2 separate regions of the Mus musculus genome follow, and region 1 is linked to region 2. The links are chromatin contacts, called in public Hi-C maps. All regions are on one chromosome and are shown on one strand. The core of a region is the stretch at or near the end of the contact, and the rest is flanking DNA. Distances in the headings are between cores, read along the strand shown.

Evidence for each region. Hi-C and Micro-C count contacts between places; a contact is called where the count stands out from the background.
Region 1: a Hi-C map of uterus shows a contact between it and region 2. The contact joins two enhancer-like sites. A contact is called at or near these places in 3 of 484 Hi-C or Micro-C datasets (embryonic fibroblasts, nephron progenitors and uterus) and 2 of 115 datasets of contacts at active chromatin or transcription factors (cardiomyocytes and embryonic fibroblasts).

What each region holds. Positions count from the first base shown.
Region 1 is chr17:79,542,128-79,548,823 of GRCm38.p6, forward strand. No RefSeq gene overlaps it. Among named protein-coding and RNA genes, the nearest start is that of Gm10494, 35 kb to the left of the region's middle. Within about 2 kb of position 2,279, at least 74 of the 459 cell types and tissues checked have an H3K27ac peak or open chromatin away from gene starts, as enhancers often do. A contact at or near this core is called in uterus, where this site is marked.
Region 2 is chr17:79,470,544-79,477,234 of GRCm38.p6, forward strand. It overlaps 4930429F11Rik (RIKEN cDNA 4930429F11 gene), which reads right to left. Exons shown (of 2, transcript NR_033463.1): 2 at 5,081-6,509. Among named protein-coding and RNA genes, the nearest start is that of 4930429F11Rik, 4.0 kb to the right of the region's middle. Within about 2 kb of position 2,023, at least 37 of the 459 cell types and tissues checked have an H3K27ac peak or open chromatin away from gene starts, as enhancers often do. A contact at or near this core is called in uterus, where this site is marked.

The DNA.
Region 1 (6,696 bases), core at 1,029-3,528, 72 kb after region 2:
CTCTATCAGTCTCCTTGCAGACTCGGGGAACATCACAAAATTCAGGAGAGCTAAGAGGTTGTAAGAATTAAAGCAGGATGAGAAATCCTGTGAAGTGCTGACTTCTGAGCATGACGTGGACCACGCACTCATAGATACGACATGGAGCTATGGTTGCCAGCAGAAGGTCCTCCCAAGACTAAACCAGTCAACACTGCAGCACTGGATAGCTAGGGGACTATGAGGAGTGATTGCCACTTGATGGCTGCTGAAGGATGGGGATTTGTTTTTCTTCAAGATGCAACCACAGACAAGATCCCAAGATTCAGGAAGTGACCCCCACACTTGCAAGCAATCACAATCAAACTCAGGGCTTATTATTAATGTTTTAAGATATCGATATAAGAAAGGGACTTTCTTGGAAGTAAAAGATTTCCTGATGGAGTTTCAGGGAAAGGGCATAAAGGAGGAGTGTGATGAATAAATGATGATCAAACTTATATAAAGGTATAAAATTATCAAAAACACTATTTGAAGCAATTTTAAAAGTAAACAATACATTAATACAAAGGAGTTAAGGCATGTACGTTTTTTTGTGCTCCGAAGAGCTCTTCTAGCTACAGAGCCCATGTGGCTCCTCACTGACTGCCGTCACTGCTGAAGTCATTGACCCGACTTCTCTGGTTTCTTCTGCTTTCCTCCTGTCCCTGCAACCCAAAACAGCCTGAGTTACGTTACCTCCTTCTGCAATGGCAATCCAGGGCTCTAGCACACCTAAATGGAAAGTTTGTCACCTGCCAAAACACACTTAACGTCTAAGGTAGTTTGCTGTGTTTTTCTTTTGGCTTATATACTCTCAGGTATTTATTGTTTGAGAGGGCACTAAGTGTGCAACCTAAGTGTTCTATAGCTTTGCATGATGCTTAAGCCAGATCCCTCATAGTATCATCCTATTAGGATGGTACCTTAGTGTTAGTGTGATACAATGTCATTAGATACTTGATACTTTACCTTTATTGTATCCAACTTAATTTTTACGCTTTTGAGGTTGTGTCATTCTTATGCCCTTGTACCATTAGTGAAGTCAAGGCATGCAACGGGAATAACATCCCAGAACTGGAAGCAAGATGAGCCAGACCTCAAACCTAGATATTCTGTGTCAGGGAACATGGTGGTAGAGAGAGCGACAAGTGAACTGTGGCTCGCTTCCTCAGCTGCCTACAGAAAATGTTTCAGAAGAATCTTTCTGTTGATTTATGATATATTTTTAAAAGCCCAATGGTGTAATTTAGTTTATACAAAAGCCCTTGTTTCTTGTGCATGGGCTAACTCAACAATGTAGTAAGGTTAGCCTCGCTCTCAAGATTAGTCACGTGGGGGCTGTGCACAGAAGCAAAGCATTGTAAGCATCCATAAGTAAGTTTGTAAGCTATCCATAAGTGATCTCCTAAAGGGGAGATCACCAACATCTGTCCTTAACAGGACACGAAGCAGTACCCTATACATGTCTACTCCTTGACCAAGTGGTCAGATAGTAAACAAGATGTGAATATTGGCACTGGAACCTACTAACCATTTACTCAAAAGAAGCAACCTGGTTCTGTTTTGCTATAGACTTCATTTTTTTTCCCATGCACAAACTCAATGACTCTATGCGACCTGTAGCATTCAAGCCTATGTCATTAATGTTCCCTTTCTCGGCCTTCTTCCAGTGTACATTGTTCAGGCCTATATCACAGAGACTATATCTCCCTACTTAATTCAACCTGCAAGATGTGAACACAGGATAAGTTAACTCTGCCTAGAAATTTAATGAACCCTGGGTACTCATCAGCCTGTTGGGTCTTTGTGTGTTTCAGAGCTCCTGCCTGCCCTGTGTCTCTTGCCAAAGATGGGAGCAGCTGGGTGTTGCCTTCCAGGATGTCAGCCAGCTTTTCTTGGCAGGAGTAATGCTTATTGTTGAAGTTCCCGAGTTGGCTGCTCACGGTCAGGAGCCGATGAAGATGCTGCCGAGTCTCCTATCAAAACCTCACACAAAGTAGTGGGGCTCCTGAACTCAACACATCGTTTGTGGCCCAAGGCTCATGTCCCATCTCTGTTACCTGAGTCTCCATTATGTAAATTAGTTCTCCCCTGTCCAGGTCTTGTGGGGGAACAGGCTGTTTGCAAAAGGAAGGAAAAGAAATGTTGGCTCAAAGCCGGTAGGTGGAATTCGGGCCAGAAAAGCTGCCTCCCACCTCTCTGCCAAGGCCTTTCAGCTCTGAATTGCTCTGTCCAACACACACCATTCCTACTGCTCAGCCAGATGTCAGGGTGGGGTGGCAGGCAGCCTATCTGAAGTCAGACACACAGAGGAGGAAGCTGTAGGTTTGTATCCAGGAGAAGCAACAAGGCTTCCTCTTTCAGAGTCCAGATCAAGAAAACAGGTCTGCTGGATAAAACACCACCAAGTTCCATGACTTAGTCACTGTGCCATAGCAAGGGAGTGCCTGGGTTTAGCAGGGGATCCGGCAGTGACCCGGACTTCAGGGTGAGCGGGTAGCCTCTCACATAGCCAGAGCCACCCTGGGCATGGTGTATCTGCAAAATTGCAGACACATTTCCTGAGATAAAATGACATGTATTAAGACATTCTAGAAATTAAAAACAAAAGGGGAACAGCCTCAGTAGGTCTTGACCCATAATATATCTGCCAACTTCTAGCAGCCTCCAGAGAACAGAAGAAGAAAGCAGCCTTTGAGACAACAGGTCTGCTTCTCTTGGCCACTATGTCTTCCTTTCTCTCTTCTCCACCCCTGTTTTAAGATCTCAGTCATGTGTGGGCCTATAAGGTGATCAGAGACCATTTGACCAGAGCTCTGACAGGGTGAGCAATGGTCTGGCATCGGAACACCTAGGAGGCCACCTGAACATACACAGGACAGAGTCAGGATAAGTGTCATGGGCCAGTGCTCACAGCCTACCTCCTCTCACCTTGTTCTCTAGCTGCATTGCTACAAGTCACTGCTATCCAGTCTACCAACCTCCCTTTCCATGCTCATCCAACCCAGTCTTCATCCTGAAGCCAAAAGGAACAGGTTTTCACATGCAAATCCAATCACTTAATCCTGAAATCGTCTCCCAGGTTCTCAAATGCACCCTGCCTCAGTCTCTTTTATACATCAATCTCCACGCCTGCTCCCTCACATTCAGTGTGCGAGGCTTATCCAACCTCTTCCTGTATTGGGATCCAGCAGACTTCCTCCTGCCTGCAAGAAGTTACCCTGAGTCTGCTGTTCACTTTGTGATGGACACCCTCTCAATATCCCCTTTGTCTTCTAGCAGCGTCAAGTTTACCTGAACAACTGCTACTCATTCTGCGTGCCCAGCTTCCCCATCCCAGGCTACTTACATCCGGGTGCCTGTCTCATGGCTCTCAGAGCCCTGATACTGGAGCTCTCATCACAGGGGATAGTATTCCCCTGGGGATCCCAGCGAATACCCCTGCACCCAATTCACTCCACCATAAGCACTATGCCAAGTTTTCTTCCACTGGTCCTGGAACTGACCAAATGACCAGGAAATTTATTTATTTAGTTAGTTAGTTGAAAGAAGTTAATTAGCAAAATTAGTTAACGAAATCTCCTAAGTCATTTGGACATTTGTTCAGACAAGCTCCGCCTGTCACCACTCGTCCTAGTCCGAGGGACTATTTTGCATAGGGATAGGGACCTGGTGGGTGAGTGTGCAGCAGGCCAATCAAGGAAGAAAACATAGAGAGGAAAGCAGTCTTGCCAGGTCAGGGGTCCAGGGATATGTGCCCAGGTTCCTCAGATATGTGACATTCCTTGCTTCTATTCCCTGTGTCTTAGTAATTTAAAGACACAGCGCCTCTGCCCTGTACAAACTCCTTCACATTACTTGGAGGCCAAGACAAGGGTGTTGCCAAAGGCACAAAGTGAACCAGAAGGATAGTTCACTGCCAGTTCTGAGACATCTTCTGTGGGTGTGTATGCTCTAATAAAATGAGTCTTTCCTCATTTGGGCAGACTCCATCATGGACTGCCTTACTGCCTCCCACCTTCCTCCCTCTTTGCCAGTCTACTAGGTACCATGTACTTCAAGCCAAAAGACCAAAGCTGCTTTGTCTTTGAGTTTCTGTGTAAACGTAAAATACATAGGCACTGTCTTAGTTAGGGTTTTACTGCTGTGAACAGACACCATAACCAAGGTTACTCTTATTAGGACATTTAATTGGGCCTGGCTTACAGGTTCAGAGGTTCAGTCCATTATCATCAAAGTGGGAGCATGGCCGCATCCAGGCAGGAATGGTAAAGGAGGAGCTGAGAGTTCTACATCTTCATCTGAAGACTGCTAGCAGACTACTGGCTTCCAGGAAGCTAGGATGAGGGTCTTAAAGCCCACACCCACAGTGACACACCTACTCCAACAGGGCCACTTTGATCGTACTTGATCACCTCACCCAGCTCCTCTCAGATCCACTCCCACAGCCACTCAACTTTGTGTTATATTAAGTCCACTTATGCATGTTGCCATGAGTATGTGGCCATCCACTGAACTTATGAAGGACCACAACCTTAAAGAAAACTGACTGTCCTTCTCCAAACAGCTATCACTTGCCAATAGCTCCCCCAGCTAAGGGTAGGACTTCAGCCAAACTCCTTCCTCTATGCTAGGGTTTTGTCTCTCTTGGGTTCACATAGGGCTTGCCCAAACTATCACAACCACTGTGAGTTGGTCTGTGCAACTGCCCTATTGTGCCCAGAAAATACTGTTTCCATGTAGTCACCCACTGCCTCTGCCTCTCTTGATCCTTCAGCCCCCTCTGCTGTGATGATCCCTGAATCTTGGCAGTATGTGTGTATGTTTTATGCAGATGCCCTGTTGAGAGCTCAGTGTTCTACAATCTTTTATTTTTGTGTACCTAGACCTGTTGTGGGCCTCTGTGTTAATCGCTAATGACAAAAACAAACAGTCATTAGGAGTCAGTTTAATTCCACTTAGCAGGATAATAGTAGATAGACTCTCCTCTAAAGTCTAGGATTTGTTATTTAAAATGGAGCTTTCTAGACTCTTTCTAACTTCAAGCATAAATATCAATTAGCAGCCAGCATATCATAAGCCTGGCTTCATGATGTTCAGTGAATCCTAAACAGGTTATGATTTATTCATGAGCATTAGTAATTTAATTTATTAATCAGTGGCCAGCATTGCGTAAGCCTGGCTCCCTGATGCTTAATGAGATCTAAAAACATTGTGATTTACTCATAGGAATTAGTAATAAGCCTAGAACAAAATTCTCTTTTACAGACTATGAACAGAATAAAAAGTTGTGAAGCTGTAGATATCTTCTCCGGGTGGTTTAAATAAAGAGACATATATTCATTGTCGGACTAACATCTAGAATATAAATGGAACTTGGTTATGACTCATTGAAAGAGGGGCCACCAGAATCCTGGGCAGAGAGATAGAGGAGGTTAGCGACGGCCCTTCCTTTCTAGGCTATGGGATGAGAGCAGCCCAGCCTCTCTGGAGGACATTCCCTCTTCTCCTGCTGCATTCCTTGGGTCCCAGGCTAGCTGGGCTTCCTAATTTGGAAGTGACCACAGAGCAAATCCTGACAGTAAGCCCTCAGTGTCCTGCCATGAACTCTCTAAGAGATGGCCTCTAGCCCTGCTTACACAATGAGCACCTCCAGTTCACTCTCTGGTGGCTTTCCAGTGTCACCAAAAGCTTTGGTTCACCCCGTTCCCTGAAGTGGGGCCTGCTGGTGGACCCAGTATATATTAATAGCATTAGCCAGCCTTCCTAAGGGAGCAATCCCTGGGAAGTTGGGACAAAAGAAAGCATTGGTAATTGATTAGTGTTCCCTATGGGGATCGTACAGTGTGGTACCTACCCTGACTAGTACTGCTCTGGAAAGAAAGTTTCCTGATCATCTGTCTCCTTCGCTTTCCATAGGCATTGATGGGCAGACTTTCACAGCCCAGACATTGGCTACTCTTTGTGTCTTCCACCAGATCTTGTGCCTTTCTCAATCTGCTTAGCCTCACTTTGAGAAGGCCATGAAGTCACATCTTCTGCATATGCCTAGATGCCTAATACACTGCTGGGCTCATCAAAGTCAGATACGCAGTTAGTGTGCTCAGACTGGGAAAGGACACAAGAAGGGAGGTGTGGAGGCACAGGAAAACAGACAGAGGAGGGCTCTAAGCATTATTTAAGCTCTTTCAGAGGACTCTTGCAATTGAGTTCAGTCAGGGAAATATCCACAGCTTCCAGGTCAGGTTCTAAGACAATGTCGTGGTCTAATCTCATCCATTAGACAGCTCCATCAGACATGCCAGGGAGGTATGGGCTCCAAGTCACAGGGACATGAATTCAAATTTTATGGTCTTATTCATTGCATAAACATTGTTTTACTATTAAATGAAATTTGATAAGAATGCAGATCGTCACTGGTAGCCAAATGCAAAACTGATGTTGCTTTTGATCACTTTCGATTGAGATCGGATGCCACACCCAGCATGGTCTGGTCTGGAAACTTCAAAGGACAGACACACTAGCACATACATGTACAGAAAGGCTGGGATTGAGTGGTCTGTGCTCCCCGTGATGGAAAACACCTACCGTGTACCAATCTAGAACCTCAGACTGTTTATTACAGAGGGCAGAGGAGAAGTTGGTTAGTTTCCATGGGGCAAGCTTCAGGATGTA
Region 2 (6,691 bases), core at 773-3,272:
GGGGCTGGCTGGTCACAACCTCTGCCCCCTTAGGGGGAGTTGTGAAGATTTGGAATTGAATTACAAGAGCCACCAGAGACTTCCCTATTTAAGGTTGAAAACAAAGCTCTAGAACTCATCTAGTTTGCTGTCTTGTCTTGTAATATTTACTGCTTCTGCTCCTGAACTGAATGAGTCAGTATTACTAATCTCATGGAGTGGTTGGGACAATCAAATAAGGGAATGCAATCAAGAAAATGTGAAGAATATAACTTTTAATAAACTAGTAAAACCACATCAAGGTAATCCTTTATAGATATGTCCAACCCTTTATAGATGTGTGTCCTAGATCCTGTAAAGTTGACAGTGACTATTGTGATAGAGCAACATAAATTATTTCTGCTGTTCAAGCATACCCCAAGGCTAAGATCCCAACATCAAGACGTAGAATAACTGTCCTAGTTGTCATTCTCAACTATCAACTTAGCACAGTATAGAGTCATCCGAGGGAGCCTCAATCGACAGACTAGCCATATAAGAACAGCATGTATAAGATATTGTTTGGATTGACAATTGCTATAGGAGGATCCAGTCTACCTTTGTCAGCGTGTTCCCTAGGCAGATGGGACTGGGATGTCTAAGAAAGTGAGCTGAGTATGAGCCTGTAAGTGAGCCAGAGTGTAAGCCAGAAAGCAGTGTTCCTCCATGGTTCTGCCTCTGGCTTCCTGACTTGAGTTTCTGCCCTGACTTCCCTCTGTGATGATTTGTGACCTAGAAGTGCAAACTAAATATACCCATTCCTCCCAAGTCGTTTTTGGTCAGGAAGCAACAGGACAACAAGCTAAGTTAAAAAATGCAATTTTGCCATGGGCTCAAAAGGAAGAATATACCACCCTGACACTGTCTATTTTAAACTTCCTAACAGCTCAGTGAGACAGGTTTGCTATCTGTCCCACTGTATAGATATGAAATAAAGAAGATAATATATCTAAGCTTATAAATATTAAAATTTGAGTCCAGATATCATCTAAGGCATAGGAGTGGCCTTTATGTCTCAGAAGCATCAAGGAACAGTATTTCTGTGGATTTATTCCTCTTTACCGCTCTAAAGTTCTTTGCCTCTTTGTTCTAAGCCACAGTTACAATGTAAAACTTCCAGATAACTTGGTGGCATCTAAGTTTCTATGACCAGCTCTGGCTTCACAATTCTTTCCACTTATGTCAGCTATGATGAGACAAGTCTATGAATAGTGTCCAAGACACCTATGTCAAAAGATGGAAGTTCGGCTTTAGCTGCCTTGATTTAGGATGAAAAGGGTGACATCTATTGTCTGAAAAGAAGCCATGTTCTGATTTGTCATCTAAATGCTTTTTGATTGGTGAGGCTTTGCCCAGATTATTTCTTACAGGAGATATCATATTTAAAAGAGAAAAAAAGAGACAGTGGAGGATAACCCTGGTGGGCAGGGCATGACGCCCTTGAACTTGACTGCAGCTGCAAAAAAAAAAAAAAAAGATTAGTCCAGAACAGAGGGTTTGTACCCCCAGAGTCAAATTTCATGGAGCCCCGCTCCAGGAGTTATTGCATGCATTATCCAAAAATCTGTTTGAACTTTTTTCACTTTACCATCCTGGACTTGTAAAGAAAACGGTAATTGCATGTTTTGAAGTCCACAAAAAACGAAAGGGTAAGGTACATGGAGACAAACTGCTCCAGATCGTGGCTTAAGCTTCTCCTGGCACCAGCCCACTTCTGTGGATTTCCAGCCGGGAAGTACCACCCGGGTTTATTTTCAGGGGTGGGAAGTCAAGTGACAATTATCTCCTGTCACAGAAAATTAAAAACCCAGGCTCACCCATCCCAGGAGCTGGACCAGTGTAGAACCATAATGACAGGCTGAGGCTGGGGCATTTCCTTTAAAGGCATGGGGCACTCAGGAAACACACAAAGTAAACAGAGACATAAAAGTGCATGGAACAGGCCCACATGCTGGGCAAGAGTCTGCGCCAAGAGGAGAGAGTGCATTGTCACTCCCCTGGGCACTGAGAACTGCGGTCTCTAAGAGAACTCAGATAAGCTGGATGAGGATGGTGTGGGCTCTACTGTGTACTGTGTGGGATCTCATGAGGATGAGATGGGTGGTCCTGCCCCTCATTTCTATGATGTTAAGAGCATTTTCCCATCCTGTTTACTCCTAGCAGAGTTTTCTCCATCCATGTCTGGACACCTGCCCATGTTCCCCTGGACAGGGTTGCGGTCCTGGAAGCCAGGGCTTTGGCTCGTGTTCTGTGTTGACATTACTGTGACAAGCTGGGGTGAAACTCGCCTCTTTCAGGAAGGCTTCTAGGACTGCAACAGCCTCTCCTCACAGCTTCCACAGCTGTCTCTGCAGTCATCTGAGCAGGGATTCTTGCATGGTCTGTTGTCTTCAAGAGTGGGGACAATTTTTCTTCCTGTTGATGTTAAATGTGCATGTTAGACCTCCCCCAAATGTTTGCATAGCTACTTCCACATCACCCAGTAAGGGATGTAGGGCCGGAAGTCATCCTGCAATCCTGCAAGACTAATTAATGGGAACTCATAGAGTCAAGTGAACAAGAACACGGGTTTCATTCAGGCTGTCTCCCAATCTGTCAAGGCCTTGGTTTCTCTCAGCTGTAAACAGGGATGGAGATAGCTCCCTTCCATGAGGCTATAAAGCATTAGAGATTCAGCAAGGTAACACAAGAAATTTACAGACACCTCATCTAGGGGAGAGGCCCTGGAGAGTTGTTATTATTTTAGAAATGATAGAATTCTAAGCTCAGAGCAGTTGATACACCGCCAGTGGCATGAGTGCCTCTTAACTTCCTCATATTTTAAATAGAAATAATGGCATCATATATCATATATACTACATTGAAATGCTTAATTCAATCTATTGTTAGCATATATAGTCAAGCAGAATAACAGGCTACGTTGTTCTGGGTCTCCCTTTTCCTCCAGGGTCACTGGCCACCGACCCATGAGAGCGGAGGGAGCAGAAGTGGACAGCAGGGTTTGTGTACAGTGCGTATGACAGAAGAACTTCTGGGAGTCAGCTTCAGTGAGATAGCTCTACCTTATCATTTCAGAGACAGGGTAGATAAGAGCTTTTATAGTGAGTAGAAAGGGCTGTTTGGTCATAACACAGTACCTAATTACCAGGCAAGAAGCCCTGTGCAGGGTCATCTTCCAAATGAGTTCAGGCACCTGTGCTCCAAACAAGGTCGGGCAAACCCCACTGAGAGAGGGATTCCTTCATCCTGCACCCATCAATGGGAACCCTAGACAGGGTGGACTGCGACCTTAGCAGCAGGGCTCTCCAACGCATTGTGCTGTTTCAGATATGCATAGGGCATACTTTGCTCACATCCAAACCTCCTCAATCTTTCCCCCTCTTTTTCTCCTCCCCTGGTTCCCTTCCCATTCTCTTTTGGACAGTTTTAGCCTCATGTGACCTCTCTCCTCCCCGCGACCCTGTCCCCCTACACTCCATGTTTGAAAGTAAGCATGTCTTTCAGAGTCTTGACTAAATTTGCTTAATATGATAATCTCCAATTCCACCCATTGTCCTACAATGATTTCATTCTTTTTGAGTTAGTAGTATCCACTGTGTATATACTGCACACTTCCTCATCCACCATCTATTGATGGGCACTGAGGCTGCTCTGTAACTTGGCTATTGTCAATAATGAGGGTGTAAAGGCATCTCGTGCATGGTGACGTTGATTCCTTTGGATGTATACTCAGGATTGGTACAGCTTGACCATATGCTTGGCCTATTTTAGTATTTTGAGGAACCTTGATAGTGCTCTTCACAGTGGCTGGACTGATTTACAGACCCGCCAACAGTGTATACAGATTCCTTCGAAGGTACTTTTAGAAGCATGCTATACACTGGGATGTGCCTCAGAACTTTAATTAACCTGCCTGAATACTGGATGCCTGGAACGCATCAGTGCTGGAGCTAGGTTTTAGTACCCCCGACTTTCCTTCCCAGCATGCCATGCTTTCTCCCTGATAGGCTGGTATTCCTTCCAGTACCAGAGCTGTGCGGTGGTCTTCATGGAGAAAGAGTATCACTGGAGATGGATTTTGGGAATCTATAGGCTTAGCCTACTTCAAGGTTGCTCTGTCTGTTTTGAGTTTACAGTAAAAGATGTGCTCATTCAGCTCCTGCTCGTGTCGTCACGCCTGCCACTTGCTGCAATGCCTCCCCGCCATGACAGCCCTTATGCCCTTGGCAATGTCAGCCAAACTAAACTCCTTTCTTTTATAAGTTACCCTGGTCATGGTGTTTCGTAATAGAACTGGAGGACTAAACAAGACGCCCATCCTTTTCTCCTCCCCACACTCACTGCAGTTATGCCAATGAAGCCAAGACCAGAAGCTAGAGCCATTGTGGCTGTGATCCTTTTTCTTACTTCTATATTGACTAAAAGAACAAATTGACTTAACAAAAACAGATCCTACGGTAGTAGGGTCAGCAGCACCAGGACTGAGCCTAAGAGTGAAGCTGAAATCTCAGACTCTGCACAGCAACCTGTACCCCATTGGTCTGTGCATTAATTTCTTAAGTCACTCTCCCTCCAGAATTTAGGGAGAATGTAGTCTGGTGGCTGCTATACACAGTTAACTCTACTCCCTCCCTGTCTATGGGAAAACATAGACTAGAAACTAGTAGGATGTCCCCTGAGAAGATGTGAACATTTGTTCATGATTCAGTTAAGGGTAATTCTGGTGGCATCGCAGGCCTCCCTGCTCAGAAGAGAGCCCACTCTGGTGGGCATTTTGTCTTGGCTGTGAAGGACTTGAGGGATTTTCTGAGCTTTTCTGCCCAAAGTTCTTCCAACATGTCCAAGGAGATGCAGACTGGGGTCTGGGCCTGGAGTGCTCAGGTTGTCCTAAAACATCCTGTTTTCCCCCTTCCTGCTTCCATGCCCCTTTTCTAAGCATTATTTATTACAGAATAATTTAGATGTCTTTGGGAGCTGATGAGAGGTTGATACTGGGAGTGTGTTGCTACCATAAAGCCAAAGGAATTGGGAATGACTGGCCAAAAGACTGGAAAATTTTGTTCTAAGCTTTATTATGATCCCCTGACACAATGTTGGAAACGTTCTCAATACCTCTCTGGTCAGACACATATGTTCAAGCACGATATTGTCCATATAGGTAAGATAGAGAAATTAATAAGCCCCTGATTTTGGATCTCACTAAATTTGAGGTTATAGCACATATGTTTACTCAAAGAATTACACACATGATAGGAATGTGTCTTCACAAATTCATCAAATTCCAAATTCTTTCTGTATTTAGTTAAAATAACCACTAAATGATGTTGAACCCACCATAGTTTAAGGGATGACATCATGAGTTGACTTCATGCCCCCTTTCAGTATTTATACAAATTTACCATCTAAATATTCCAACCTCTTCACCTTCATCATGTCTCATTTTCCTACTTTAGTGGTCTAAGCTAACAACCATGTTTGTTCTTGATTCTGTAAATTGGGCCTCATACATCTGGGTAATTCTGGTGGCATCACACGGAATTACGTATGCTTGTACTCAGCAGATAGAGGCATGAGGAATACTGGAAGGGGCTGATGGTTAACTATCAGCCTTGCTGTCTGGGTCACTTACACCCGAGTACATCAACTTGGGTTTCCTTGTGTGAGAGTCACAGGGCTCCAGAAGTTGCGAGTAGACCTCAAGGCCTGTTGCTATTTCTGCCATATTTTACTAATCAAAGCAAGTCTGAGAGCCATGCAGGACTCAAGGACAGAAGATAAGACCTGCCCTTAATTGGAAGGGATTGCCAGTTAATAACACAAGGAAGTATATATGTCGAAATGTGGAAGAAATTCCTGGAGCCATCCATATTAATCTATCATAGACTCAGAAGTTGAAAAGTTCTATTTTATCCGGTTCACATTTAGAAAGGGTCTATTATTCATGATTAAAACAGAAGAAAATCCTATTTAAATCTCCATACAACTTTACAGCAGGTGTAAGTTTCATTCTATTGTTAAGGAGGTTTGGTTACAAAGAAGACAGTGTCACTTCGCTATATAGGATGCCGCTAGGAGTGTCTGTGTCTATAGAACAGTCACAATACAGCTTCACCAACAGCAACGCTGTGAGGGGCGAGGGCTGTATGTGGGAGCCACTGGTAAACACCGAAGCAACTGCAGAAGAGTCAGCTGTTTTCGCCAGGCCAAACAGACTTTTGTGGGGAAAGAGGGTTACCTAGGAAGGCGCCAGAGCCCAACTGAGCCAGGGCGAGACACCAACTGTTGTTAGTCTTTCAGCTGCTATTTGCTTTGGCCTCAGATCAAACCCTTTACCCAGTGTCTTGGTGATTGTAGACAAGAGAGCCCTGCAATGCAGGTGGACAAGCCAGGGCAGGTTGCAGGTGACGACCAGCATGCTGTAGCCTTTCCCTCCGGGCCTGATTCTACTGTAAGAATAGACTGGAGTCAGGACTGCTTTTCCCTCCAATAGCCTGGTTAGGATGGGAGATAGAATACATGGTTTTAGTTGTAGCTGTTGCTCTTGATTCAAGATCACAAAATACAGGATCATATATATGGTATTGGACTGCTCCGGGCTTTCATTTCCATCCACTATTTCTTTTCGCAGAGCCTTATTTAAACTTTCTGCCAGACTGGACACAGCTCAAAGTCA